Regions from separate parts of the Bombyx mori genome. Here region 1 is linked to region 2. A link is a contact called in public Hi-C data. All regions are on one chromosome and are shown on one strand. The core of a region is the stretch at or near the end of the contact, and the rest is flanking DNA. Distances in the headings are between cores, read along the strand shown. Region 1 holds the start of LOC134200103 (bridge-like lipid transfer protein family member 3B). Region 2 holds the start of LOC101741792 (SWI/SNF-related matrix-associated actin-dependent regulator of chromatin subfamily E member 1).

Evidence for each region. A called contact is a pair of places that touch in the nucleus more often than the background predicts.
Region 1: a contact with region 2 is called in a Hi-C map of middle silk gland, with 4 times the contacts expected there. The contact joins the promoter of LOC134200103 here to the promoter of LOC101741792 in region 2. A contact is called at or near these places in 5 of 7 Hi-C or Micro-C datasets (middle silk gland, posterior silk gland, an unstated tissue and 1 more).

Annotation. Positions count from the first base shown.
Region 1 is chr14:6,665,508-6,669,236 of ASM3026992v2, reverse strand. It overlaps LOC134200103 (bridge-like lipid transfer protein family member 3B), which reads right to left and starts at 2,033. Exons shown (of 7, transcript XM_062672069.1): 1 at 1,847-2,033; 2 at 1,304-1,505; 3 at 37-147. The coding sequence starts at 1,890. LOC101742085 reads left to right here and starts at 2,201. Exons shown (of 4, transcript XM_004922609.5): 1 at 2,201-2,617; 2 at 3,169-3,635. The coding sequence starts at 3,196.
Region 2 is chr14:6,523,587-6,527,651 of ASM3026992v2, reverse strand. It overlaps LOC101741792 (SWI/SNF-related matrix-associated actin-dependent regulator of chromatin subfamily E member 1), which reads left to right and starts at 1,373. Exons shown (of 13, transcript XM_062672067.1): 1 at 1,373-1,531; 2 at 2,391-2,465; 3 at 3,727-3,860; 4 at 4,003-4,065. The coding sequence starts at 2,399.

The sequences.
Region 1 (3,729 bases), core at 784-3,283, 140 kb before region 2:
TGTTCCAATATTTATCTAAAATAATTCATATGTTACCTTGTGTATATAACTATATTTTCCTGGAACAGGTAAAGCACCGGCCGCACTCGGATTCATAACCCGAGGTTCTGAACATACCTCCAAAGCTATATGGACTTCGTCTAGATTCTGAAAAACAACAAACACTTGTCTATTTGACCTTGAAGTTTACTAACAAAACATTTTACGTGTTCTGGCAATTTGTTGTACACAAAAACTCTGTAATACTAAGGTTGAGCACATAAAAAAAGGACTTAACATGTAACACAGTTTTTTTGTAATATTGATGTCGCTAACTTAATACTTATTTTGTAATGAATCATGATTTGTAATATATTTTTTTATTGTCGTATGCAGTGTAATAGTAAAAACGAGATGACCTGATCATCGCAAGCAATTCTTCACAGCACATGTCATGACACATAATATGTTAAAAGACAGTGATTTTAAAAAAAGAGTACATCTATACTTTTTATTGTTGCTGTGCTGTGTTGGTGTGTACTTTGACCAACTATGATTATAAATCAAAAACTTTTCATTTTCATAATAGAGAATATTGCATACTAACAAACACTAAATTTGAAGAGTTGAAGGCTAACACTATGTTGCTAACTAATTCAGTAGACTGTAACTCTGATATGCATTATTCATTACTTGTCAGTATTTATGCATGAATCTACCTGCATGTTTTTAATGAATTAGTCTTGTTGTGTTATGTCCTTGATAGTTTGTTTTTGTTATAATTTAAGAATGCCATCTGTCTGTGTATTAGAGTTTTAGTCAGATAATAATAACACAGAACTACAATATTTGACACATCAGTACATATAGAATCATAGCATACCTTCCATATTTATTAAAATAACAAAAATATGAACAATGAATAAATATATATATCATATTGGCTAGGTGATGACTTCTGAAGAGTGGCCAGCGAGAGGTGTAAGAGAGTTGAAGACTGGGCTCAGTGGTGTGAATTGGGAGTGTTCTATGTCCAGTAGTGAGCGACTGTGGGCTGATGATGATCATATATATTACATTATACTTAAAATATTATTTGGGAATAACTAAAGAATATGTTGCAAATAGTTGTTATGTGTTTTTGTTAGTTTCTAAATAATTTTAATGCTAAATACAAATTATAAAATGTAGTTATTCATAAACAAATTCTAATATTTGGGTACTAAAGATTTCACTGGGAGTGATCCGTTTTATTAACGCACTACCAAATCAAGTCTAGAGGGTAAAGATGCCCTTAATTATTACTCATTGAAATGACTTTTACCAGTACAATGGGCACAGTCTTCAGTTTGGTCCATTGTATTCTGAAAGATGCTCGATTGCATTTAGCAGATGTGAGCCGCAGCCATCCTGGTAGTTCTAGGAGATCAGTAAGTAAATCTTCATCGAGGGTCAAGTCTTGGAGTTCACCGGAACCTCGAAGTGCCGATAGTGAGATTTGCTCCGGTGATAAGTTTTTTGTGAACCTAATCACATTGAATTCTTCATATTATCATTTTTATCGAAATTCGTATAAGGTATAAAAGTAAGCTAGTTTTGTTTACTTTCAGGTTTGCAGAATATTGCAACCTGGTTCATAACTATGGATTTTAAATTTTGTATGGTTTCTGACAAGAGAATCTGAAGAAACAAAGGAAATGAAAATATGTCAGTTGAATTTTAAAACTACTCATATTAAGTGAGTTTATAGTTAAGTTAAATTATTATCATGTAATGAGATTAAAATCATAGTTTAATTAGAAAATTTGTTTAATGTGTGCCTATTTAGTTAATTGCATATTTTTCTGGTTTAGTTTCTGACACATACCTGGATAGATGTTTTAATAACTGGTTTTTTATTATAGTCACCATTTTTTTTAAGCAGAAAGTAATAATAAATGAAATTCATAGAAACATTATTTTCCAAAAGAATAATAAGGTCCTATTCAATGATAAGAACCTGAGATTGAATGAATGATTAAAAGTGAAATTTTACTGAATGAGTTACGGTAACTAATCAAATTGTGATTTGAAAATGTCAAACTCAAATATCAAGGGATGAGCTAAACAGTGAGACTACGAAACAGAAAAGTCGATTTCTATGATAAAGTCGATTGAAAGCCATTAAATTTGCCTAAATATACCATAACCATTTTTTTGGAACAACATCTTATTAATCCTGTTATTCTTCACAAAATTAACACTGCTAAAGCTCTCGGTCGTGACTCATTATGAACAACATCGTTATTGTGTTATTTAGGTTTGGTTGCTAGGGACTTTATCGATTTTAAAAACAAAGGACACTGAAGATATGTATGTTACTTTTACGCTAATAATATAAAAATCACAATGTTTTTCATTAATGACTGGCTGTATGATAAGGAAAATTATCAGTGACAGTCGAAATTTAAATATTAGCAATGTGTCAAAACTTTTATGTCCATCAATGAAACAATTCAATTTTTATAAGTATTTGTAAATTGTAAATTTTGTGAGATTTTTTGCGAAGTGAATAGATTAGTGAGGAACTGGCTTAATTTGAGCAAATATTTAAATGTATAATTGCTACAAGTAAACTGACAGGAGCTTCCGTTTTTAGGTAAGTTTATTTCTACTTTACGTTGTGATACATTTTAGAAGTGAGTGATAGAGATACAGCTTAGATAAATTGTCATTATAAAATTTAGTAGATTTAAAAGTATGGTTATTGTTAACAATTTGAAATTTGTTTCTTAACAAAGATTACCGCGTATACTTCAAAATTTGACGCGATGATTCTTTGCTCGTAAGTTAATTTATTTTTGCGTCTATCTTAAAATATTTTATCACATTGGATTTCCGTTGAACGGTTGTAATTTTCGCCGTCACCGTATCTACTATCAAATGCTATGTTCACGCTTTAAATATATTAATTAATTATATCGAGGGGTGAAAAGCTATTTGGTTTAAGCGGCATTTTTGCAAATTTACAGGAGAGCCATTGAATGTTTTGTATTTAGAAAAAATATCATAATAATAAAAACTTCCTCAGCTATTTCAATGGCTATTTCAGCTCTTTTACGTATTAAGCGAAATATCTCTTAAACCAAATGGTCTTTAATTCATCGATAGGTATATACAAACATGTACCCACGAATTTAAAATTTTTAGCAGCCGTTAGATAGCACGCTTCCCACAATGTCACGCCGAGAGAGTACTATAGAAGTCAAAGATTATATCGACACAAAAAATTCATCGGGCGATTCTAAAGCTGTAAAAACTAAAATACAGGAAGAGAACAATAACGAAATAGATGAACTGTCGAAAGAATTCACGGAAATGGGATGCATAGTCGACGCCGTGAAACGACCTCCGAACGTTTGCGTTGAGACTTGTGTTTACGAATCAAAAGATGATGAGAAAACCGAAAGATATTACACGGATGACGAAGACGCTTATTCAGATGAGTTCGAAGATGATAAGAGTGAAGAGGAAGTGTCTATTGAAACAGTAGAGAGAGTGACTAAAAGCGAAACAAGCCGTGGACCCAGTCAGATATGTGTGAACTTGACAAAAAGCCAGTCTTTAATGTCCACTAATAAACCCAATTCGATTTCTGGAAGATCTACTAACTATGGGTAAGGACAAAATTAGAAAATTGCAAAAAAAATTAGAAACGATATTTAGATTTTATATCAACAGGCTAGTTTTCAATTCGTATGAATTTTTTCA
Region 2 (4,065 bases), core at 124-2,623:
CACAATTATATAATTGGGCTGTGAGGTCGTCCACCCATCTAAGCAATAAAAAAAACCACAGTCTCGATCAGCGTGTTTGTCCCGCACTAGTGAATCTGAATACTCTGTTTCCAAAGCCGCAGACATAAGTCATACACAATACGTAGCCTTAGTTTATACATGTACAGATAGGCTCAAACAATGAAACCTGGTAACATGACAATTAGCATTATTATCATCTACTAATTTCGCAATGTCAAGCCACACCTATCTCGGAATAATATTAAAAGGTACCCTAGCTTCATATGCTAGATAGCTTTTATCGAATCCATGAATGCTCACTTGCACTCCGCCCATAGTCAAAACAGCCCTTCGTTGTGAATGAGTTTATATGACCATTGCATGTATTTATAATGTATTTTGGTGTGACTTAAATAACATTTAATTTTTTAATAAATTAATTTAAAAATTTGTTCAGTGCGCTTTGAAGAAACTAACTGCATTCTAGCAGTTATTATCTTTATGTATTTACCATTAGCGTAGGTATTGCTCTAATGTAAATTGTGTGTGACGATAGCAACAATAATCATCAAGGGCGTTATTTGCAAGTAAAAAAAAAGAAGACAATGTAACGTTTTTTCATAACAACAACGCGATCCGATTACCCCCTTTATCGTGTATCGTTGTGTTGGCATTTTATCTTCCAAACCAGCTTCTTTCTTCTTCTTCTTTTTTTTTTAAATCTGACATTTGTTTTCTTAATGTTTATTTATGGCCAATAGTTACATTCTCTTTTATCTTAGTTTAATTTAAAAGATTTCTACATACAGAGTATATAAAAGCTTCTATTATTCCGTTATATGAAAAATGCTGTGCGATATGAGATTAACTTCATTAATTTGAGTCTTCAATCAATTGGGATGAAATTAAAAGAGACGACATGAAATGGGATAAAAAAAAGTAAAGTCTCCGTAAAATACAGTTTTTTTAGGATTGAGAGATTACTGGTGGCCCGGAGGCCTTTTCAATTTCGCCAGGACAGATCGGCGAGCAAACACTCAGCCAGGATTTGCTAACAACTGCCCGAGCGCCTCCAAAGAGACCTAACAACCCACGAGCAGCAAAATAGTGGTTATTTACTGAAAGTTCGGTGGATTTTTTCGAAAAACCAGAGATGCCACGTTCGGTGGCTTGTGTTTAATTTTCCCACATTTGTACATACACTTTCACTAATGCCAAATAGTTAACAAATCACAATTTTTACACAATTAAACGCGAAGAGATCCAAAATCAACATTTTAAAACGACCTTAGAATGAACGTACAATTTAATAATCGACTAACAAAACTATGTGTTACATTTGATACCATAAATTGCTCTACTCTAATCTACGTTGACAACGTCAATTGTCATTTGGTTCAATTAAATTAAAAATGGAATGAAAGATGGAGATTGAAATAGGCCCGTTAGTATTTTAATGAAAAAGACGCGTTGCCATTATCGAGCCTTTTAAAAATTAAACCAAGCTTGAACTTTCAATAAAAGCGATAAGGTAGTACGATACATCATTTATTAAGTTTTAACTTACTTTACTCTTTGGTTTTTACTAAATAAGTAAGTAAGTAATATGGTTGCATAAAACTTTATTTTTATAAACAATGTATCTTGATAGCGGATTTGTTCGTATTACAACAAAAAAGTAAACAGACTTACAAAATAATTGTTGCATTATTTCCAAGCAATTTCATTCAAAAAAATTAAACATTTTAAGTTATCTTTAAATTCAAATACATCCGTACTGTTGGCATTTTCATTAAGATGTTTAACAATGCAAACACAGCGTGATCATAGCCTCTTTATATTAGCCTATCCAAATAAGACTCCAATTTAATCATTTGTAATATTAGTCATTCAGCCTCCCTTCAACAAAGTGGTTATAAAATGAAGCGAATAAAAAAGAACTGACTTTCAATATCGACGTCGTCTCTTGTTTTTTTCAGTTTTGTGATTTCCACCTATAACATTTTAATTAAAAGTATTAAGTACAGATTAAGGATATATTTTTGTTTGTTTTCCCAAACACCTTATGTAGACTAGAAATCATTAAATGAAACTTAATAAAATGCAAACGAGGGGATTGAAATTAAATTGCCATAACTGCAATACATTTTTTAAATAATCCCCATTATACAGCTGGTGTTCTTTCTGTAATTATATACATCCCAAAAATTTGAACAAGAAGTGCTTGTGAAGTAGTTTCACCAGTATTGAGTTTGTAATGGTGTGAGACTTGTTTTATAAAATGTATAATATGACTATGACACTAGCTCATAAACTATGAGTACAAAAAATAAAGAATGATAAGCCAATAAATATGCTTGTTTTGGAATAAATTCAAAATTTGGTTTCAGGTGTGCCAATGGCTACACAAAACAATTACAAACAAAACACTTCGATGTCAATGCCCAGTCCTCAGAGCAATCCGCGTTTGTATTACCAACTATAATCACAAAAAATTTAAATATATATTTTATTAAATTTTAAATATTATTAATGTAGTGAATGTTGACTGCCATTGAATTTGTAATGATATGTTCTAAACAGCTAATTTTATTTAAAAACTAGATAATACTAATCTTTTAAAAATGTTTCCTTTTATATAAACTTTGTTGGATTTTCTCTTAATTTAAGTCTGATCTGATTTAAATGTTTCCTGAGACCTCTTCATATTTACATTGATATGCTGTGAGTTTTCTTGCAGCAAAATAATGGAGGGACAAGATGGCAATCAACACATTACACTGTATATTTTAAATTATAAATTAGTAAGAAATAAGTTAGTAATAAGCTAATGTAATGATAGCAGTGCTAATTACGTTTAGATTTTTTTAATAAAATATTAATGGCAATAGTTATAGTATTTTATCAAATAGATTGTTTATTGTTAGTAAGAATGTTGTTAGATACTAACTTCATTAACATGTGAAGTTGTCGCCATTGCAAGCTTGGCAGTGCTGAGAACTGTACCTGATATAGCTGGTATCTAACTGCATTTAAACTTTTTACTTAGAGCATGACTCCCATATCTTAGCTTTTAAGCTACAGTAACAAAACTTATTTTTTTCTTACTTTAATTTTATCCTAATGCATTTTAGACTTACATTCCATTATGTTGGTTTTGTTTCATGTTTTGTTATAATGATACAGACTACATGATTGCGGGCCCCCCAATGAGTTTCGGCATGATGAAAGGTAATGCCACAATCTAAATTGACTTTCTATTCAAAATTTTGTATCACACACCCATTTTCGTTTCAAAACTTAGGTATTTCTGTGGGGTTATTAAAAAAGATAATTGCACAAAATTTTTCTCTTCTCTCAACGACACAAGCCATCACCTCTTTAGTCTTTCGCTAATTAAAGCCTACTAAAAAATTTACAGCTAGATTGCTCGCAAATAACTTTCTTAACGTTTATTTTTTAATTTTTCTAGATGTTTTAGTGCATATTTGAATTTTTGTTGGCTCCCCTCCCGTCCTGCTCCTTTACGCTTTTTGTTTTTTTTTTCTTTCATTGTATTGCCGCCCGCTGCTTGGCTTGAAGGCGGTATGAATGCACCGTCGCCGCACCATAACCAATATCAGTACCACCCGCAATACCAAGGTGGGGGGGGCATGGTTCACCCGGGTCCCCCGGGGGGCTACGGCCCGTGGCACGCCCCCCAGCAACAGGGCCGTTTCGCTGCAGAGGGCGCCCGCCGCGCGGCCTCCGCCTCACAGCCCTCACAAGGTGCCAAAGATGATAAGACAAGTCCATTTGTATCCACCGTACATTCACATCCTGGATTCCAACCTCAGAAAATCGGGAAAGGTGCTGGTGTTGTAAGTATAATCTGTATCACTATTTGTTACTGTATTCAAAATACACTTTACATTAATACAAAAAGCCACAAATACCAAAAACTGTCTTAACTTATAAAATTTTTGTTTCCTATATAACAAACCATATTTATTACTACCCCAGGGAGCCGGACTACCAAAGCCACCAAAACCTCCAGAAAAACCTCTCATGCCGTACATGAGGTAC